3 separate regions of the Sus scrofa genome follow, and regions 1 and 2 are each linked to region 3. A link is a contact called in public promoter capture Hi-C data. All regions are on one chromosome and are shown on one strand. The core of a region is the stretch at or near the end of the contact, and the rest is flanking DNA. Distances in the headings are between cores, read along the strand shown. Region 1 holds the start of MANBAL (protein MANBAL). Region 2 holds the start of RBL1 (retinoblastoma-like protein 1). Region 3 holds the start of RPRD1B (regulation of nuclear pre-mRNA domain-containing protein 1B).

Region 1 (2,970 bases), core at 87-2,586, 670 kb before region 3:
GCTTCTATACAATGCAAGTCAAATCTACACTAAGGCATCACATCAGATCAGTCAGAATGGCCATCATCAAAAAGTCTACAAATAATAAATGCTGGAGAGTGTGTGGAGGAAAGAGAACCCCCCTTCACTGTTGGTAGGAATGTAAATTGGTGCTGCCACTATAGAAAACAGTATGAGTTTCCTTAAAAAACTAAAAATAGGAGTCCCCTCGTGGTTCAGCAGTAACGAATCTGACTAGTATCCATGAGGACGAGGGTTAATCCCTGGCCCTCATCAGTGGGTTAAGGATCTGGCGTTGCTGTGAGCTTCAGTGTAAGTTGCAGATGTGGCTCAGATCTAGCATTGCCTGTGGCTGTGGCTGTGGTGTAGACTGGTAACTGTAGCTCTGATTCAACCCCTAGCCTGGGAACTTCCATATGCTGCAGGTGTGGCCCTAAAAAGCAAAATAATAATACAATAAAATAAAAATTTTAAAAATAAAAAATAGAGTGACAAATCCTATGACATCACTTATATGTGGAATCTAAAAAAAAAAAAAAAAGATACAAATGAGGAGTTCCCATTGTGGCTCAGTGGTTAACGAATCTGACTAGTATCCATGAGCATGAAGGTTGGATCCCTGGCCTTGCTCAGTGGGTTAAGGATCTGGTGTGGCCATGAGTTGTGGTGTAGGTCACAGACTCCGCTGGGATCTGGCGTTGCTGTGGCTCTGGTGTAGGCAGGCAGCTACACCTCACATTCCACCCCTAGCCTGGGAACCTCCACATGCTGCAGATGCAGCCCTAAAAAAAGCAAAAAAAAAAAAAAAACAAAAAAAAAAAAAACAAATGAACTTATTTACAAAACAGAAATAGACTGATGGACATAGAAAACTTACGGTTGCCAAAGGGGGAGGGGAGGAGCAATAAATTAGGAGTTTGGGATTAACAGACATAGACAACTATACACAAAATGATTGACAAAGTCCTACTGTAGAGCACAGGGAACTATATTCTATGTCTTATAATAACCTATGAAGGAAAAGAATCTGAAAAAGAATATATCTATGTGTATAACTGAATCACTTTGCTGTACACCTGAAACTTATACAACACTGTAAATCAACTATACTTAAAAAAAAAAAAAAAAAAAAAAAAAAAGAGTAAGGCTTCTGCAAATGTGTATAAACATTTCCTGAAATGGGGTGTGATAAAGCCGCTGGGAGAACCGAGGCGTCTGGACCTCACCTCCGCAGATCTCTCCCTCCATCTAAAACCGACACAATCGGGACAAACGTCTAACAAAGCCCAGAGCCAGTATCCACAAATTCTAACAACGCTGGCGGGCGGAACCGAGTCCGCTGGTTGCTCAGGAACGTCACTTCCGGGATGGGGGAGTGTCACGGGGAACCACTTCCGGGGCAGTGCCGCGGCGGCGCGGGAGGTGAGTTTTGCGGCTGTAGGGGCCCGGCGGTGCTTTGAGGGTTGGGCGGAGTAGTACTGGCTGCGGAACCGAGAGGGGTTGGGCTCCGGCGCCGGCCCGGTCCGGCTGTCTCGGAGGCGCTTGGTCGCAGAGCTGCGCTTGGTGCCTAAAGTAAATAACTTCCTGGGGCGCTTCCAAGCATTCGGAAGTTACTTGGAGAGGGAGGTTTGAGTCCCAGCGAGGCAGAGGGCCTCGGTTGCTGCAGCCCAGCGCCTTAGTTTTGAGCCAGGGCCAAAACTCGGTGTTCCTTGCAGATTTGACCTGTCCTTTCTTTCCACGGGCGGAGCATTAGGATTAGCCAGAGCTCCGGAGTCAGTCTGGCCTGGGGTTCGACCCCTGAGTGTACCTGTATTGCTCTGTAACTGGGGACTATCTCTGGTTCTCAATTTCCATCTCTGTAAAATGGGCTCTTAGACTTGATCCGAGGATTAAAGGCGGTGGTGGAGGCAAAGCGCCTTAGTAAGTGCACAGTGCGTGTTTGTTTGCCGAATTGTTTGTTTTTAGGAGAAGTGGGAAATGACTGAAACGTTTTACTTTTTAGTAATTCCAAATTGCGGGACATCTGCCCACCAGTTTCAGCCCACTGGCTGCTGATTCTGATTGCTGTGGGGGATGGATTACCTTTGCATAGGACATAACTCTAACCCAGTTTTGGGTAGTTCTTGGGGACTTTAATGGGATGGGTCTGGGTATATAGCCCATGTCTCTAAGGCAGTGATTCTTGACACTGAGTTTCTGTTGAATTCTCAGGACACAATTTAAAAATCATTTCATTCAAAGCCAGGAATCCCCTACCAACATATTTGGAATCTGGGTTTTTCAGTCTTAGTGAAGACTTTGTTTCTACTTGCTAAGTCTGGACAGCTAGACATGTCTTAGGGGTTATTTATTTTGGAATGTTGACCTTTTTCCCCAGTAAACTTCTTATTTAGAACAATTTTAGATTTACAAAATTATTGTGAAGATAGGACAGTGAGTTCCCATATACAACTCCCATTTACCCAATTGCTAACATTCTACAATAGCATATAGTACTTTCGTCACAATTAATGAACCAATGTCAGTAAGTTATTAATATTTGTGGGGTGTGTGTCTTTTTAGGTCGGCACGCATGGCATATGGAGGTTCCCAGGCTAGGGGTCTAATCAGAGCTGTAGCTGCCGACCTATGCCACAGCTGCAGCAATACAAGATCTGAGCCGCGTCTGCGACCTACACCACAGCTCACAGCAACTCAGGATCCTTAACCCACTGAGTGAGGCCAGGGATCGAACTCACATCCTCATGATGTCAGATTCGTTTCCTTTGAGTCACTACGGGAACTCCAGTAAGTTACTATTAGCTAAAGTCCATGCTTCACATTTGCTCCGTTTTCTCCTAATGTTCTTTTTCTGTTCCAGGATCCCACATTATATTTGGTAGTTGTGTCTCCTTAGGCTCCTAGGACTGTGATAGTTTGTCAGACTTTCCTTGTTTTAGATAAACTTGACAGTTTTGAGTATTATTACTT
Region 2 (2,700 bases), core at 112-2,611, 810 kb before region 3:
GGAAACGTTTGATCATAAGGCCTCTGGAGTAATTGTGAACAGTTCCATCACAATTCTATCTCTACGTAGGCTTACCACTCGACTGGGTGCCTATCATAATTAGTGAGAATGATTCTGGGTAAGACAGTCCTCTGGGCCTTGATGTTATTACCTGAAAAGCAGGTTTAAAACTCATTGCCCTGCCATGTTCACAGAGCTCTCATGAGAACTAAATGCAAGAGTGATTGGGGGAAAATTCGAATGATAGCCTACATTTATTTTGTTCAGAGACAGACACTGTACTTCGCATTGGGATAATCTAATTATCCCCATCTGAGAGGAGAAACCTGGGGCGGAGAGATAAGCACTGTGTGCACACTCGATAATAATGTGATCAAACTGCTGCATAGTCTACCGCAAGGCGAGCAACCAACACCTTGAGGCGGAAGGTGAAGAGGTTGTGGTTCCGGCTCCACCACTACCCGTGTGACCCTGGGTAAGTAGCTTAACCACTTGAGGGCTCAGCTTCCTCAGCTGTATAATGGGGATCACGGAACATGTTCAAAGGGTTGTGGCGAGAACTAAGTAAAATGACAAAGCGCTGCGCAGTGGCATCTCAGCACACAATTCGTTTAACCTTTCACCATTACAGAACTTTTTTTTTTTTTATACAAACTTAAGAGCAGTCCCATGAGTTTGCGGCGCAGGTCTGGGGTCTAGGGAGCCCCTGAGTGGCGTGACCCTGAACCAGCTGCTCCTTTTCCGGACTTCGATTTCCCGCCTCAAAATAAGTGGCGAGATTGATCTACACCCGCCCTTCCAGTCTCGAACTCTTCGGCGCCGGGATGGGCAGAGACCCTTCCCGGTGGGGAAACTCCCACCGCCCTACTGGGTGGGGTGGGGCGGAGCAGGGGTGGGGCCTGGCGAGCTCGGTCGTCCGCCTCACCTGCCGCCGCTCACCTCTAGACTGTAGGTGCCCCGGATGGCGGTGAAGTCGTCCAGGGCTTCGGCCGCGCTCCCCTCGTCCAGGTTCAGCTCCTGGCACAGAGCCTGCAGTGCTTCTCCGGCCGCGGCGACCACCGCCGCCCCCTCGGCGCAGGGATCTTCCTCGTCCATCCCCTCAGGCCCGGCGGGCGGCGTGGTCACAGCCCCGGCTCCTTTCTCCTTCCTGGGCGCGCTACCCACAACCTCCCGCGCCAAAGCGCGCGAAAATCGCGGGTTGTAGCACTACGTCTTTTTGATGGTCTGCATCCGCGTTTCTCCTGAAAAAAAGTCCGTCTTTCCTCCAGGGCTCCACGCTGCCCCTTCCAGAAACATGCTAAGAAGAAGGAATTTAGAGTCTAAAAAACCTGGACTTGGCCCTTGGCAGGTAGCGGTAGACACAGCCGGCGGGACAAATTGGGTGCGGAGGGATCGGCAGTCCGCGCGCAGAGTCTGCTGGGAGTGGTAGTCCATATCCTGCCTTGGAGCGGGCGGCGGGATTGGGCTCCGTGTTGCGGGGTGGCCTTGTTAATTTTAGAGAGGTCTCCTCTGCCCCACCAACCCGTGGGCCTGGGTTTGTCACTGCCGCGGGGCGCCAAACACAGACTAATCCAGAGTTGTCCCTTGAGTTAGGAGTTGGAGGAAATCGAAAAATGTCCGTCTACAGAGAGGGCTAGGAAAGGCCTGTCGGACCCTCCTCAGTGTCTTTAGCACCTAGTGAATGGTTTTTTGAGCGACTGAAGGGTTGGTGAGGCAGGGGTATTAGGGGACCCCTATCCATCGCTTCTTGAACTCCAAATGAGGCTTGACCTGGGCTAAAAGAGCTGCAGTAAGGGGGCACTTTCTCAGCTCCCTGCTCCCTGGGAGCTGGGTCCCTGGAACCTAGTAAAAATCGTCCTTCCAGACTTAGGAGTGACCAGAACATAAACCTGAAGGCATGGAACTGGTCTTAAAGCTGACCCTTCTGCTCCAGCAAGACCCCTTTCCCATGAAGAGCCAGAGTGATCTTTTAAAAAGGTAAATAAGAGCATAGTCAATCATTTAGGATCCTTCAGTAAACCCTTTGCCCTTAAAGTAATGTCCAAAATTCTTTCCATGGCCAGTAAGGCCCTATGTAATCTGGCCCCACCTCATCTAGGGGAGCGTCCCCTTCTCCAGATATATAATAAGATCCAGCCTCACTGCTTTGTTTTGGAACCTTGGAAATGCCAAGCTGCCAAATTAGTTCTTTCCACAAAGACTTTCTCACATGGTGGTCAAACAGCCCCTCTATGCCAGGTCTTTTCTTGTCTGCCTCATCCTCATTCAAGTTCAACTAAAAGGCACCCTGTCAGGGCATCCCTGAGCACTTTATTTCAAATAGCTGACTCTCATCTTTTCCTCCACCATATTTGTCTTCATAGCACCTTATCATTATCTGAAATTATCTTTATTCCCTGGTTCTTCCTACTAAAATGTGAGTTTCATGAGAGTAGGGCCTTCCTTTTGAGGCAGAGTACTAACTCATGTAGTCAGTGTAGGAGCATGGGCTTTGATGCATTCTTTGATATGGCTGTTGATTAACATTTGTGGTTTAAGGGCTCCAGAGAGTAATTCCCCACAGGCCTTGTTTACTATAGGAAATGTGCCTCTCCCCATAGGGACCTTAATCTCTAACCCACTCCTCAACTGATAGAAAAGGAATGAGAGGAATGGTAACTTAGTCCAAGGAAAGAGGACAAAGAAATCATAAAACACATG
Region 3 (2,863 bases), core at 33-2,532:
CCCAAAAGGATTAAATAAAAGAATATATGCAATGTGCTTAATACACAGCAACCTGGTATAAAAGTATTCAGTATATAACACTATTACTTAATACAGAAAGATGGTCTAGATTTGGACTCAAAGGCCCTAGGTTATAATTATGACTGTGTGATTTTAGGCTCTTCACTTCTTTTATACTAATTCACTCAATCAGCTATGAGTCAGCTGCTGGAGTAAAGAAGACAGTCCTTTCCCTCTAATCTTCATTACATGAACTTGGGTCGGTCACCTTAACCTTTTTCAGCCTCACTTTCCACATCTGTCAAATGGAAATAATATAATACCCATCTCATAGTTTTGTTGAGGATTAAGTGAGTTACTATGTAAAAAGAGCAGCTGCTCACTTATGTTGGCTTTGATTGTGATGATTCTAGTCTGGCGGAATAAAAGCATCTAAGCAAAGGACTACAATACAGTGCAGTAAGAGCAACAACAGGCACCAACTAGAACAGTGTCTCCTAACTGGAATCTGCCCACAACAATCAGTTCCCCTAGGATCAAGACATTTTAAAACTCTGTTATGTCTACAAGAACCTAACTCCTGCCACCACCCTGCAGCAGTTTAGACAAATTTTTCTGATTTGACAACTGGGATTTAAAACTTTTTAAAAATAGGAAATGGGCTCAGTCTCAAATAGTGTTTCTGGAAGGTCAGTGAACCCACTGACTTCCTTACCTTCCTCTCCCCAAGTTAACATTTTACTTAAATTGAAGCAACAGTCCAAAGGACCCCCAGAGGGCAAAGACGGTTTGTAGTCCCCTGAAAACACCAGCCAAGAGCCTAGAGCCCCGAAGTGTATTTTATGGCGGTGCTCTCACAGACTAACATCAGAACTGGCCATTAAAGGCTGGTCCTGAAGGCCGAGCGGGAGCCCACAAGCTGAGGAGGGGGACGTCACCTTTGTAGAAAGAACAGCAAGAGCTAAAGAGTGAAGGCGTGAAAAGTGCACGTGGGTGGCGTGGAAGAACCAAAAAGCTTTTTGTGGGGGGCACCCAGAGAGCAAGACATGTATGGAGGAAAAGTGCGGGCTAGGGCCTGCCAGGTGAGGGAGAAATTCATCCCATCCCCAGGTCATGATCTCTCCGCCTCAGGATTCCCCTCTAAGGGCTCCAGCTTGCGGGGCTCCCTCTAGATCGCGCCACTCTCTTCCCTTACCTCGTCTTCCAGCCTTTCCCTCACTCTCCCGCCTCCTCCGCCCCGCCGGAAGTGACGCGTAACTCGCGCGCCGCACCGCTCCGCGCCAGAAAGGTTCCGCGATAGCGGGAGAAAGGGTGCCAGGGCGACTCACTGCGCCTGTGTGCGGGCGCGAGCGGTCAAAGCGCTTTCCGGAGGCCGCCGAAGTGCTCTCGTTTCCCGGTCTGTCGCTTTTGGAGTGCCCCGAGCGAGATTTAGAGAGGTCTACACCACCGGAGCGGTGTTTTTCTACACTCTGACTCCTCTTGGTGCCCCGCCACTCCGGCGCTTGCCCTTTGACCCCGCTGTGGCGGTGGGGTGAGAGGTCGGTGGCCATCTTGTGGAGGCGGCGCGGGCGGCTGTTACTGCGGAGACCCATCCCCTCCCCCTCCTGGCACCCCCGCTGTCTCTCAGTCTGTAAAGAGTCGTGCAGGCCGTCAGGTGAGGCCCCGGCCTCGTGCCGTCACTCTTCCCGCCGCTCTGGGCGGCCTAGGCCGCTCCTTGCCGGGCCTCACCGCCGCCACCATGTCCTCCTTCTCCGAGTCTGCGTTAGAGAAGAAGCTCTCGGAGCTGAGCAACTCTCAGCAGAGCGTGCAGACCCTCTCCCTGTGGCTCATCCACCACCGCAAGCACGCAGGACCCATCGTCTCAGTGTGGCACCGTGAGCTCCGCAAAGGTAAACACCCCCTCCACCCATTTGGGTCCTCCCCACGGGCTGTCTTCTCCCCCACCCACTCCTTAGGCCCCTCTAGCTTTTTAGTTGAACCTGGCTTTCCGGGCCTGGGCCTCTGAGTGACTGCTCTTCGGAGGTTGAAAACTGTGTTATCCACATTTCTCGGAGAAGGAAATCAAGTCCGGGAAGGTACTTGTCTGAGGTTCCACCGACCAGAGCTCAGGACTCTCGGTTCACCCAGCCGTTTTTCCCTCCGGCTTCTCCTGACACTTGTGACTATTATTCTCTCGGCGGCGTTGAGCGCCTGGTGGAGGGTACAGGCCCTAGCCTGTCGTGTGCTAGACTCTTGCTGGGCATTTGGAGTAAGACCGCCTAGACAGAGTCCTGGCTCAGCCACTTGCGATCTGAGTGATATCGGGCAAGTTTCTTCTCCCTTTGCCTCTATTTTCTCATCTGTCAAAGGAGGACAAGGGTAGCTGCCACTTACAGAGACTTTGTTCTGTGCAAGTCACTATGCTAGGACCTTGCATATCTCCTGGCACTTAGTCCTCAGCACTGCCTTGGGAAGTGGGTACAATCACTGCCATTATAGAGAAGTTAAGGGGCCCCACCACCTAGACCTTGTCTCTCAGTTTCTCCTCTTCATTTCTCATGCAACTCTTCATTGGTTCGAGACCCTGCTCAGGATCTGACAGTCATTGATTGAGTTCAGCCTGTTATATGCCAGGCGCTGGTTTGGGAGCTTGATAGCATGTTGGCTGCAGAGGCCAACTGCCTGGAATCTGGGTCCAATTTTGCCATTTACTAAGCCCCCGAGGTTTAACCTCTCTCTTCCTCAGTTTCCTGATCTGTAAACTGGAGATGATGATAACTGCTATTTATGTGCCTTTGTTCTGTGCCAGGTGCAGTACTGATATCTTTACATATATTGTCATTTTTTATTTATTTTCTTTATTTTATTTTGTCTTTTTAGGGCC

Evidence for each region. Promoter capture Hi-C pulls out the DNA fragments that hold promoters and counts their contacts.
Region 1: a promoter capture Hi-C map of liver shows a contact between it and region 3, with 6 times the contacts expected there. The contact joins the promoter of MANBAL here to the promoter of RPRD1B in region 3. A contact is called at or near these places in 1 of 5 promoter capture datasets (liver) and 1 of 2 datasets of contacts at active chromatin or transcription factors (alveolar macrophages).
Region 2: a promoter capture Hi-C map of liver shows a contact between it and region 3, with 3 times the contacts expected there. The contact joins the promoter of RBL1 here to the promoter of RPRD1B in region 3. A contact is called at or near these places in 1 of 5 promoter capture datasets (liver) and 1 of 2 datasets of contacts at active chromatin or transcription factors (alveolar macrophages).

Annotation. Positions count from the first base shown.
Region 1 is chr17:40,419,409-40,422,378 of Sscrofa11.1, forward strand. It overlaps MANBAL (protein MANBAL), which reads left to right and starts at 1,337. Exons shown (of 4, transcript XM_005672921.3): 1 at 1,337-1,422.
Region 2 is chr17:40,277,957-40,280,656 of Sscrofa11.1, forward strand. It overlaps RBL1 (retinoblastoma-like protein 1), which reads right to left and starts at 1,362. Exons shown (of 22, transcript XM_021077346.1): 1 at 940-1,362. The coding sequence starts at 1,095. It overlaps LOC110257355 (a long non-coding RNA gene), which reads left to right and starts at 373. Exons shown (of 3, transcript XR_002339844.1): 1 at 373-475.
Region 3 is chr17:41,092,710-41,095,572 of Sscrofa11.1, forward strand. It overlaps RPRD1B (regulation of nuclear pre-mRNA domain-containing protein 1B), which reads left to right and starts at 1,283. Exons shown (of 7, transcript XM_021078140.1): 1 at 1,283-1,889. The coding sequence starts at 1,739. It overlaps TTI1 (TELO2-interacting protein 1 homolog), which reads right to left and starts at 1,329. Exons shown (of 9, transcript XM_001925757.5): 1 at 1,196-1,329.